Regions from separate parts of the Mus musculus genome. Here regions 1, 3 and 4 are each linked to region 2. Evidence: chromatin contacts called from public promoter capture Hi-C data. All regions are on one chromosome and are shown on one strand. Each heading gives the region's core, a stretch centred on a gene start, on an enhancer-like site or on the middle of the called end of the contact. The rest is flanking DNA. Distances are from core to core; before and after follow the strand shown. Region 1 holds the start of Mad2l2 (MAD2 mitotic arrest deficient-like 2). Region 2 holds the start of Nppb (natriuretic peptide type B). Region 3 holds the start of Zfp933 (zinc finger protein 933). Region 4 holds the start of Fbxo2 (F-box protein 2).

The links. Promoter capture Hi-C pulls out the DNA fragments that hold promoters and counts their contacts. Capture Hi-C pulls out chosen DNA fragments and counts their contacts.
Region 1: a promoter capture Hi-C map of adipose tissue shows a contact between it and region 2. The contact joins the promoter of Mad2l2 here to the promoter of Nppb in region 2. A contact is called at or near these places in 1 of 484 Hi-C or Micro-C datasets (embryonic stem cells), 1 of 115 datasets of contacts at active chromatin or transcription factors (embryonic stem cells) and 3 of 9 other capture datasets (adipose tissue, liver and pancreatic islet).
Region 3: a contact with region 2 is called in a promoter capture Hi-C map of macrophages, with 5 read pairs. The contact joins the promoter of Zfp933 here to the promoter of Nppb in region 2. A contact is called at or near these places in 2 of 39 promoter capture datasets (cranial neural crest and macrophages) and 1 of 9 other capture datasets (pancreatic islet).
Region 4: a promoter capture Hi-C map of pancreatic islet shows a contact between it and region 2. The contact joins the promoter of Fbxo2 here to the promoter of Nppb in region 2. A contact is called at or near these places in 3 of 39 promoter capture datasets (embryonic stem cells, pre-B cells and stem cell-derived epiblast-like cells), 1 of 484 Hi-C or Micro-C datasets (embryonic stem cells), 2 of 115 datasets of contacts at active chromatin or transcription factors (embryonic stem cells and extraembryonic endoderm stem cells) and 2 of 9 other capture datasets (liver and pancreatic islet).

Annotation. Positions count from the first base shown.
Region 1 is chr4:148,139,032-148,141,799 of GRCm38.p6, forward strand. Mad2l2 (MAD2 mitotic arrest deficient-like 2) reads left to right here and starts at 1,459. Exons shown (of 8, transcript NM_027985.3): 1 at 1,459-1,803; 2 at 1,884-2,002. The coding sequence starts at 1,764.
Region 2 is chr4:147,984,620-147,987,462 of GRCm38.p6, forward strand. Nppb (natriuretic peptide type B) reads left to right here and starts at 1,281. Exons shown (of 3, transcript NM_008726.6): 1 at 1,281-1,482; 2 at 1,677-1,899; 3 at 2,343-2,586. The coding sequence starts at 1,357. The coding sequence ends at 2,359.
Region 3 is chr4:147,846,656-147,849,742 of GRCm38.p6, forward strand. It overlaps Zfp933 (zinc finger protein 933), which reads right to left and starts at 1,763. Exons shown (of 4, transcript NM_198619.3): 1 at 1,623-1,763. The coding sequence starts at 1,625.
Region 4 is chr4:148,159,319-148,162,018 of GRCm38.p6, forward strand. It overlaps Fbxo2 (F-box protein 2), which reads left to right and starts at 1,350. Exons shown (of 6, transcript NM_176848.1): 1 at 1,350-1,393. The coding sequence starts at 1,372. Fbxo44 (F-box protein 44) reads right to left here and starts at 776. Exons shown (of 6, transcript NM_173401.5): 1 at 425-776.

The DNA.
Region 1 (2,768 bases), core at 209-2,708, 150 kb after region 2:
CTAATGCTGCAACCCTTCCACACAGTTCCTCATGTGGTGACTCCCAATCATAAAATTATTTTCATTGCTACTTCATAACTGCAATTTCACAACAGTCAGGAATTGTAAATATCTGATATGCAGAATATCTGATATGCCACCCCTGGGAAAGAGTCATTTGACCCCAAAGGGGTTGAAGCCCACACATTGAACCACTTCTTTAAATTCTCTTGGCTTCTAGGCCTGCCATGTCACCCCTAACTCCAGACCATTTCTCTAACCTCAGATTTTCTTTCAGTTAAACAGAAGGGTGTGAGTTAAGCTGAATTCTCACCTAGCGTCAGAACATATTGCATCCGTGAGGCTTTGGTGAAAGAAGGAACGTTCCTGAGCCTATTGTACATCTATAAAGTTGGGCTGTGAAGGCAATACTTAGCTCCTAGGGCTAATAAAGGAATTAATATAAATCAGAGTTTGGGGAGGTGGAGAGATGGCTTAGTGGTTAAGACCACTGGCTGCTCTTCCCGAGGAAGTGAGAGGTAGGGTACTGGGTGGTGAATGGTGGTTTCAATTTGTAGCACCTATATAGTGGTTCACAATCATCTGTAGCTATAGTTTCAGGAGATCTGACGCCCTCTTTTGGCTTTCACCTGCACCAAGCAGTCACATACTGCCCAGACATAGATGCAGACAAAACACCTACGCACATTAAATAAATAGAATTCAGGGTTTGTAATATAAAAGGGTTCCGTATAATGGATATAATTTTCATACTATTAAAATGATCTGAGGCCCTTTCGACTCCTCTGGAATTGAGTCCGTACCTCTACAGGAAGGACCCTGGAGCAGCACTGCTGCCCGCCCCCTCCGCTTGCTCACGACACAGACAAGTCCTCATTAGGCTCGTCCGCAGAAAAAAAAGACGGCCAGGAACCCACACGTATTCTGAAGATTTATTGAGTCAACTCCCAGACACCCAGCCCAGCGCCTACTGGCTGCAGCTTCCAAAGGTCAGCTATTGAGAAGAAACCATGGGACACTTAGTTCTCTAGGGAGGTCAAGCCCCGATGTTACTTGAGTTTCGGGTCGGGGTGGAGCGTCTCGGTTGCTTCTTACCGTTCCCTGTCCCCGCCCCCAAGCCTGCGGATTCGCTTTCGGTTGGGCAAGCTAAGAGTCCGGGGACGTTGACGCTGGACTAGCAGCAGATGTCGCTGCCCTCCCTTGGTACCCAGCTGTGCTTGCAGCAGGTTCTCACTTGCAACTACTAAAGAGAAATGTCCGGGAGGAGAAAACACAGCGATCATACGCAGAGGCCATGGAAATCTCTTGATCGCTCCCACCTGAAATCCAAAGGCGGTTTAGCTCGTTCCTTGGAGATTCCTGTAGCTCAGGCGGGGCTCCGCCCCTAAGCTCCACCCCCGAGCCTGCCCCGCCTCTCCCAACAGGGCGAGGTTCTGATTGGACAGCTCCGGGGTAGGCGTGGCTTATGGTTGTGCTGGGACCGCGGGAGCACCGCGGTGGTTACTGAGGCCAGGGGATTCTGGAGTAGCGCGTTAGGGGTCTCAGACGGTGGTTTCTATAGCCCGGTCGTAGATTGGAACCTGAGGTCGAAACCGGAGCCGGCGAATCGGGGAGGAGCGTAGAGAGGGCGGGATTTCCGCCGAGAGGGATCCGGCTGCTCAGGGGGCGGGGCTTCCCCCGACCGGGCTGCGTTTCCCGCGTGCGGGGTCGGTTGCCTTGAGTCCCTACAGACACCCTCCACGCCCTCCCCCAGGCGGCCAAGGATGACCACCCTCACGCGCCAAGACCTCAACTTTGGCCAAGGTAGGGATCTGAGCCTGCGGGGGGTGGAGGGAGTGCGATCCTGGTTGGAGTCCTGCTCATCAGCTGTGTCCCCACCACAGTGGTGGCTGACGTGCTCTCCGAGTTCCTGGAGGTGGCCGTGCACCTGATTCTCTATGTGCGCGAGGTCTACCCGGTGGGCATCTTCCAGAAGCGCAAGAAGTACAACGTGCCGGTTCAGGTGAGCCCCGGTGCCCGGCTGGATTTAAAAACCTTTATTCTACTTGCAAGCTTCCTCACTCCTCAACAGAGGCTGATAGCGGACAGCCTCCTGTCTCTCACCACCCAGCCCTTCCCTCCCTGAACTCAGATAAATTCTCTGGGTTAGATGGTTAGCTCTCTGGATGAGAGCTGTTCCAAGCTTGCATTTTAAAGGGTTTCTGAGGTTTGGATAAAGAGGATTCCCATTGTCTGTCACCTTCTTTCTCTTTTCATTCTCCCTAAACTCTAAAAAAATATTTATTAGCCGGGCAGTGGTCGCTAATCCCAGCACTTGGGAGGCAGAGGCAGAGGCAGGTGGATTTCTGAGTTCGAGGCCAGCCTGGTCTACAAAGTGAGTTCCAGGACAGCCAGGGCTATACAGAGAAACCCTGTCTCGAAAGAAAAAAAGAAAAAAAAAAAAAAAGAAAGAAAAAAGGGAAAAAACCAAAAAGAATATTATGATTAATTATTTGTCTCCTTGTTTAGTCTTGGCTGGTGTGGAGTCTCCACTATGTAGGCCAGGCTAGCCCGAAACTCACAGAAATTCTCCTGTCTCAGTCTCTCTAGTGCTGGAAACAAAGGTGTGAGCCACCATACCTAGCTTTTTACTTTTTAAGATCTATATTAATTGTGTGTGTGTGTGTCTATGTCTGTTTGTTGGGGGTGTTCACTGAGGCAGGAAGAACACATGGGAACCCTTGGCATTTGGAAGATGGGGGAATCTGACTCTGAAGGTCCGGTGGCCA
Region 2 (2,843 bases), core at 31-2,530:
GAGTGTGTGTTTCCCTTGGGTCAGAACACAGAATCTCATGCAAACATGGGTCCGAGAGGCCCAGAAGCTTGCAGAAGAACCTAACAGCTTTCTCCAAATGTGACTGGTTCTGGACTCATGATCTTCTAACTATCCCCTTTCTCCATCTCTGCCTTAACCCACTGCCACTCCTGGTCATTGTCCTTGACCAACCTGACAGTTGTTAGCACAGATTCTGCAGAAGGGATAGAGACACTGGGCGCACACCTGGGTGTATATGCCTCAGCTTCACTTCCTCAGAGTCTCAATTCTCATCTGAGTGGGAGGCTGGGTGCGTTGTGTGAGGGAGACGTCACTGTTGGCCGATCAGCTAAGAGAGAGCTGGGGAGAGGCCTTTCCCACACGTCTGGAGTCTAGGCACACTTTCTCTTCCACTCATGGTGGGGGAGGAGACTTTGGCACCCAGAGATGATGCCCCAGATGGCATGGCTACGTGACCTCATCTTTGGGTCAGACTCAAAATTCTATCCTAATCAGCTCTTCTTGTTAAGGGTCAGAAAGGAGGGTTGGAATTCCAGAAGTTCCTTGTCATATCCCAGCTTTTAATCAGTTGACACTGGAGAGTGAGCATCCTCAAGCTGAAATCTTCACAAGTTTTTGAGGGGGGTTGTTGGAAGGTGGGTATCAAAACCATTGTGTGAGCCACATAGCTCCTTCTGGCCTGGAAATCGGTTGAGGAGAGAGCTTGAAAGTTGGTGTGAAGTACACGTGTGGCGATCAGAACCACGGACAGCTACCAGAGTACCCGGAAGTAGTGCAGTCCAGCTAGGTGCTGGGAAGCCAGGCCGGGCCTGGATTACAGGTTTGGAGGACACTCTCCCCGGGAGGCTGGTGATGGTGGGTGTTGTTTGGGAATGTTTTCCATGAGTCACGCCATAAGCCCCACACTCGCCACAGGCTGGGAAAGCTGGGGCTCTCCCCGCCATTTCCAATAGGGGTGGGGCAGGATGTCATAGGCCCTCAGGCTCTGCATGAAAGAAGGGAGCAGGAAGCAAGGACTGTTAGTGTGTTCCGCACACCCCCACCCTAGCCCAGCCCATTTCTATACAAGGCTTGCTCTCCACAGCCTCCACCCACAATGAATACTCCACACAGGCACAGAGGGGTGAATTCTCAGGTCCTGAGCTCAGCCGGCAGGAATGCAGCTGATAAATCAGAGATAACCCCACCCCTACTCCGTGAAAAGGTCTGGCCGGACACTCAGCCCCAGTATAAAAGGCAGAGGCACCGTTGTTGAAGACACCAGTGCACAAGCTGCTTGGGGAGGCGAGACAAGGGAGAACACGGCATCATTGCCTGGCCCATCGCTTCTGCGGCATGGATCTCCTGAAGGTGCTGTCCCAGATGATTCTGTTTCTGCTTTTCCTTTATCTGTCACCGCTGGGAGGTCACTCCTATCCTCTGGGAAGTCCTAGCCAGTCTCCAGAGCAATTCAAGATGCAGGTGAGCACTGAGGGTCTGCCTGAAGGGTTTGGGAAGCGGCAATGAAAAGACCTCGAGTCCTTTGGGAATTAGCCATGTGAGAGTCAGCAAACTGAAAGATTGGGCAGCATATCTCTTAACTGATGAGCACTATGGAAGGATGGGGGATTCAGGTGTGTGTGTTTCTGACGTCTGGGCTCCCCAATCCATCACAGAAGCTGCTGGAGCTGATAAGAGAAAAGTCGGAGGAAATGGCCCAGAGACAGCTCTTGAAGGACCAAGGCCTCACAAAAGAACACCCAAAAAGAGTCCTTCGGTCTCAAGGCAGCACCCTCCGGGTCCAGCAGAGACCTCAAAATTCCAAGGTGACACATATCTCAAGCTGCTTTGGGCACAAGATAGACCGGATCGGATCCGTCAGTCGTTTGGGCTGTAACGGTGAGCACCTACCTTGCCACTTCCCTGCAAAGCTGCACACCCATCCCATCCCCGTGCATGCTACCCTTAGAGGCCCCTAGGTTTGCTATCTGGCATACTCCTGCAGCCTGTCAGGAAATATCACATGGGTTCTGCATTACATTCTCACAGGTCAGCACCTACCTTCCATCAGAGGGGTCACACGCTCTGAGGGAGCAGACTGCCTGATGTCTAATCACCCCTTCACAAGGCAGAAAGAGTTCTGAGCATTTCCCCTCAGGCAAAGGGCATGCCCAACCCACTTTACAGGAGAAACAGAGGCCCTGTGAGATAGCTTTTTCCAGAGCCTTAAACTTCGACATCATCTGGGGACTGAAGATGGGGGTGTGGTGGTGGTGGGGGACTCGGCACCTGCTTCAGTTTCACTTCCGAGTGTGACATTGCCCTGTCTCTCCTCCCCACAGCACTGAAGTTGTTGTAGGAAGACCTCCTGGCTGCAGGAGACTCCAGTTTCTGACTCTGCCTGGGTCTCTTTCCCCAGCTCTGGGACCACCTTTGAAGTGATCCTATTTATTTATTTATTTATATTTATTTTTATTTTTATTTTTTAATTTATTTTGTTGTTTTTCTACAAGACTGTTTCTTATCTTGGAGCACAAACTTGCCACAACATAATAAACATAGCGTATTTCCTGCTTTTGAAAAGGATTTGTGTCCGTGAGTTTCAATCTATCTCTTAGCTCTTTTACTTTGCTTTTGTTTATTTTGGTTTAAGATAGACCTGGCTGTCCTCAAACTCGCAGAGATCCACCTGCCTCTCCCACCAGAGTGCAGGGATCAAGGGCATGTACCACGGCTGCCCAGCTGGAACCCTCTCCTTTGAATGCCATGTATCACCGAAACTCAGCTGAGGGCCAAAGGTCCTCATGACTAGTAATGTCATGATTATCATCACTCCCATTTTA
Region 3 (3,087 bases), core at 513-3,012, 140 kb before region 2:
GTATACTACTTACAGGGGAAACACGGAAAGAAATGGGAGACTTCTATGAAGTCAGCAGAAACTATCATACAATGGGACAAACTCAGGAGGAGTCTATCAAATTCATGCTGGTCATAGGGAACACAGGATACATCAGGAACATTACTGAACAAGCCAACAGTGGACTTGGGACTAACAACCACAGCCCCACGTGGTGGCAAGAGTTGGGTTCTCAGGATCTGACACAACCTCTCCCCACAGGTCCTGGCTGCAGACCATTACCAGCTTTCCCAAGCATATATCCTTGCTTTAGAGAAGGAGCTCTGTATAAATGATTTTATTCACCTGAGGTAACTGTCTTCTCTGAGGCTTACTGACTCAGCCTATTTACCTAGCCTAGTCCTGAAGGTTTCTAGTCTCTGGACAATCCCAGCTTCAGAGATTTACTGCTGAATAAGCTCGCCTTTCCTAGATTTTCCTGAACTCTTGCTGGCTGGTCAACTCAGCTGTTCTGACTCAAAACTCCTCTCCACACTGACTAATTCAAAATCTTTCTCTCTCTCTCTCTCTCTCTCTCTCTCTCTCTCTCTCTCTCCCCACCCCCCCCCATCACATGGAAAGCCTTACTTGAAAAAAAAAAAAAAAAACAGCCCTCAACACTACAGAGTTGTTCCTTTGCAAGAAATTGACAACAGTGTAGTCTTGCTCATGTTGCAATCTCTCTCTCTCTCTCTCTCTCTCTCTCTCTCTCTCTCTCTCTCTCTCTCTCTCTCTCTCTCTCTTGCTCTCTTCTCACTTTCTCTTTTTCTCCTATTCTCTCTGTCCCCTGCCTGCTTTCTCTTTCTCTGCCTCCCTCTCTCACCATGGTAACTTCCTTGACCTCGGTCCTTGGGGCCAGTGAACAAGAGCGGCTTCCCAATAAACTGACATTTAATATAATCCAAGCTGGCTTGAACTGGCTCATTTGAGCAGCAGAGAACAAATAACTTATCAATGGGAATGGCCTAGCAGCTGGTTGTAAATCTGGTTTGTCTCCTTTGTTCTGCTCTTCAGCCATATTTCTGGACAATCCTAGTGAACAAAAATGTGTATCCTAGCATCCTATCTAACAGACATGGTTAGCATAGTACCCATCTGTAGGGTGTTTTAGATGGCATCCTCACTTATCTAAATTCTATGTGGTGTGACTTACCCTCTCCTAAGCACTGCAATTCCTTTACATCATAAATCCTATTCTTCTACATCACAGATTAACATTGTAGTGTTACCCAACACGTGAGACACCTTTTACAACCGCCACAAAATGAACTCCAAATGGACCTTACAACTAAACGTTAAATGCTAAAGGAAAAAAGTTGTAGAAGATACTGTGAGAAACCAGGTCTCTTCGAGTTTGGCATCTTGCCAAGGATGATCCTGCACACAAGTCCTTACTCCAAATGCTTGGCGCAGAAGCAGTCCGGATAGTGACGTTATTCAGAGCCCACTACCGGGTCCAGGGAATGACTAGAACTAAAACAGACCCCACAGGTGGCCACATCTGGCCTCCGCTTACCACCCAGTCCCGAGGAGAACCCACCACACCAGCTCCCCAGGTTCATCCGCCTGCTCCTCCCCGATATGGGCAGTGACCCTGTACTCACCATGTCGAGACTTAGGACCTTGCCTGAGCGTCCCTCAGACCACCCACTACTAACTTCCCCTTCTTCCTCCTGAAATCAAGGTGGAGAGCTTGCATCTGTAATTCTCAAAATTAACCTGGAAGCCTCCTCTGCCCCGGAACTACGTAAGTTCCTGGAATGCTGGGAATTGTAGTTCTTTGGAAATAACAAAGGCTCATGGGAAAGTACGGTGGTCTAGTTGAATATCTAAAAAGAAACCGCTGTAACACGTGACTGAGGCCGTTCGCGCTGGCAAATTCCGGGGGAATTTTACTGACCCAGGTCTGTCTCTTGGTCAGTATTTAATATTTAATAAATGCCTGCTTTAAATTTGGTTCAAAATTGTTGAGTTGGTCTATTTCCAGCAAAAATCAGGATTAGCGTACAGAGGTTCATAGGACGATAACTCTACCCCACAGTCTCTCTTCAATACGTACACTGGAGAGTGAGCTGAGCTGCCGAGGGCACTGAGTGCCCTAGCTCCAGATTTTTACATCTGGCAACCAAAGTAGAATCCTCACAGAAACAAGCAGTCTCTAGTAGAAGCTAAGATAAGCAGTTAGCCAGAGGGGGTTCCAGCACAAACAGGTTGAGATAAGTTAGCAAGGATATCCTGACCTTGGGTTCCTAGAAGTGGAGTTGAGTAATTTTCCTAGAATTCTTGATCAAGGAAATCAAATTCTAGTTAAACCTGAAATGGCCTCAGCGACAATACATGATGGAGGAGTGATGGGGTCTCTGTCCAGCATCAAGAACGAGAAATGAAGGCAGACATGGTTTAGCATAGGTAGAGGGATCGCTTGACCTTGAGGCCAACTTGATCTATAGAGAGAATTCTAGAACAGCCAGGACTGCAGAAAGGAACCTTGTAGTGCCAGCCTGTGGAAGAGTCAAGGCTTGGCCAAAGTGTGAATGACTTTACTGGCTTCCTGTGAAATCATGGTAGTCGCATGGAAGGTTGTACGCTGGACATTATAACTAGGAAATGTCTGCAATGGGGGAGATGTGGAGACCCTCCTCAGCTCTTCCTTCCTGTGCTCTAGCCTGTTCTAAACTCAAGATCGTCCCATAAAAGATAAGCCACTGAGTTCATCCTTGTTGAACATTCCCCAGGCTTTTTGCCTTTGCCTCTCTGTGAACACATGGAGGATGCATCTTCTTACCTTTTTAGGACTCAGAGTTCTGTCCATAGAGAGGAAGAAGGGCTGTGGGTGACCAGGGATTTCCCTGTGGCCAGCACCTGAGGGCTGAGGATGGCTTCCTAGGATGGCTGAAACTGCAATTGTCCCAGGAATCACAAGCTTGGAGAAGGAAAAAGGCTGCCATTCCTCGGGGCAGAAATTAGAATCGGAGAGTTCTGACTGGTCAGTCCTCCTTGCAGGAGAGACTGGGTTGGAAGTGATAGGCTAGTTTAGCAGCATATGATGGTACATGCCTTTAACTCCAG
Region 4 (2,700 bases), core at 100-2,599, 170 kb after region 2:
CTGGCCCTCAGGACCGGTCACGGAGTACAAAGGGCTCAGTGACGTTCTTAAGATCTCAGAGAATATGACCCGTTTACCTGAGCCTGAGGAAAGATGTACGAGTGGAAAAGAGCCTTCCTATCTCCCTCCCGCACCCCCCCCACCCGCCCCGGCCCCCTGCAGTCTCCCATTTATGCTTGGCTCTAAAACGGGCTACCTTGCTCAAGACCAGATTCAGATCTCTGAGCACCGATGGCGTCCATAGCCCAGTTCTTCGAAGCCTCACAGTACAGTGGGGGGAGGGGAGGGGAGAAAGCCTGAGGCCTGGGCCTTAAAGGCGCTAGGCCCTCATGATCGCAGAGCGCGCGCGCCCCCCCCCTCCCCTCTAGGTCTCTGCCCACTGTGCCTCAGTCCCCGAACTGGGCGCTCCCCCTCCCGCAGTCACCTGCGATCCGTCGCGCTGAGCGATCCTGCCAGGCCGTGGGGCTGTACAGCCCGAGCCTGCGTGGCCCGGAAGGCAGACCTGCCTACTGCCCGCCAAACGTCTCCTTGCTGGGGCGCTCACTGCTCCCCTCCTTCTGTCACCTGCTCTTAGCCGGGTTACGTTGGAGAACAGCACCCAAGACACAGCCCCGCCTACTACTCATCAGACCCCGCCCCATCCCCATCCCACAACACTGGCCCCTCTCCCTCCCCATTCTCCTTGTCAACTACTTTTGGTCGCGCTGCGCCATACCCTTGGATCCTGGGGATGAGCCTTACGGACCAATGGAGGCCCGGGGTGCGACCCGCCCACTGTTTGTCAGACCACGCCCCACGCCCCACCCCATTTTCTCCGTCACCAGCTTTTAGTCCGGCTGCCCCACAACGCTGGGTACTGGAACTGCGCCTTTCTGCCAGAGTTGGTTCACGATGCGGCCCCGCCCACTGCCCTCAAGGCCCCGCCCACCATTCCTTCAGGCCCCGCCTCACCCGCGCACTCCCCGGATTCGCCCCCATCACAGCGTAGGAAAATTACCTGGGGGGTTGGGGAGGAGGAAAGCTCCGATACCCCCAACTCCACTGGGCTCGGCGCCAGCACCCTCTACTCCCCAGTAGTCCGACTCCATATGTCCTCCTGCAGTCATCCTCCAGGCACACTAGAAGCCCACCCATTCTGTAGCTGTCCCTGCCCCTCTCCAGTCCCAGGCTCCTCCCGGAAGCCGCACCTTGGGTTACGGGGCGGGGGGTGGGGGTGGGGGGGTACAGGACTCCCAGCCCTTAGCCGGGGGCCAGAGGCGGGGCGCACGGGGCCTTTAAGAGGCGCGGCGGCGCGGGCCCGGCTGACGCGGGCAGCTCCAGGACTCGCCACCCGCAGCGCTCAGGCTCTTCTCTCTTGACAGCACCGCAGCGATGGATGGAGATGGTGATCCAGGTATCCGCTGCTGGCCCCGCTAGATACAGACTCGGGAGACAGGGCGGACCAGCGCCGCAGAAGGCGCTCAAACTTTCGCGCCAGGAAAACCCTAGAGATAGTCTAGGGAGCAGGTTTCTGCCTGGTGTCGTGGTGTGGAGGGAGGAGGACGCCTGGGTCTCCAAAATGGCATCGGAGGACTCTGGCATCTCAGGCTCCAGACTTCCTGGGGTTTGAGAGCCGGGTTCTTGCAAGCTTTTGCTTCCATGAACTTCTTCCATTTGCTAGCGCTGCCCTCCCTGCCTCTTGAGCCTCCGGAGTCCCCGCGGGGTCCTAGGGTTTACAAACTTTATCCTGCCTCCATCCTAGCTTCCTGAGGGACTCCCTTCTCTGGAGGGGCCGTCTTGTATTGGAGTAGCGGGGCTGTTCCGTGGGAACCAGGCTAGGGGTGAGGAAGGCTGCTTTTGGCAGAAGCTCTGGGTCCTCAAGGATTGCCCAGTCATCTTTTCTGGCACCAAAGACCCCACCCCTTCTGCCCTCCGGCTCCCTGCTGGGCCTGTAGGGGGCTGCTTGCTGAGTCAGACCTGCCTGCCTTGACTCTTATCCCTTCCTCACTAACTATGCTCAGCTCGGAGTGTTCACTCTTTAGGGGAGGAGGTGAGGGAACAGAGGTGGCCAGTCTTCCCTCCTACTCCCAAGTCCTCACTCTCAGTCGGTGCCTGGCTTCAACATCATCCACAGGGCCCCAGAATAGGCTACCGTTTTCTTCCTGCTCCCAGGAAGTCCCTGGGCTCAGGGGCCCAATCCAGGTGAGTGAGTCAGCTTGGGGTCAGCATCCATGGCTAGATAACTTTCCTACAGCAACAATGTGGCAAGTTGTGTGCAAGGGAGCAGGTGGGGGGGGCTGTAATCCGATCTGGGGCCTCAATGCCAGGCCTAGGGGCCAGGAGAGAGGACTGGGTGAGGTGCACCTTTCCGGGGAGCATCAGGTATCTGCTGGGGCCAGGGCAGGGCTGGGTGATGGTAGAGAGGTGAGGACGTTGGGCCCAGCTCTCCAGAGCTGTTGGAAGCAGGACAGACAATTGTTTTTCCTTCTGCTTGATGATGTCCTGTGGTGGAACCTGGAAGAAATGCTAGGACCCTCTGCACCCGTTTTCTCATTGCCAATGAAGGAGTAAACCCCTACATATGAAAATGTGACCAAAACACATCAGAAATGTGGGGAAAGTACGCTGTCTGTCTGTCTGTCTGTCTGTCTGTCTGTCTGTCTGTCTGTCTCTCTGTGTGTGTGTGTGTGTGTGTGTATACAATTCACCATGGCTGATGGA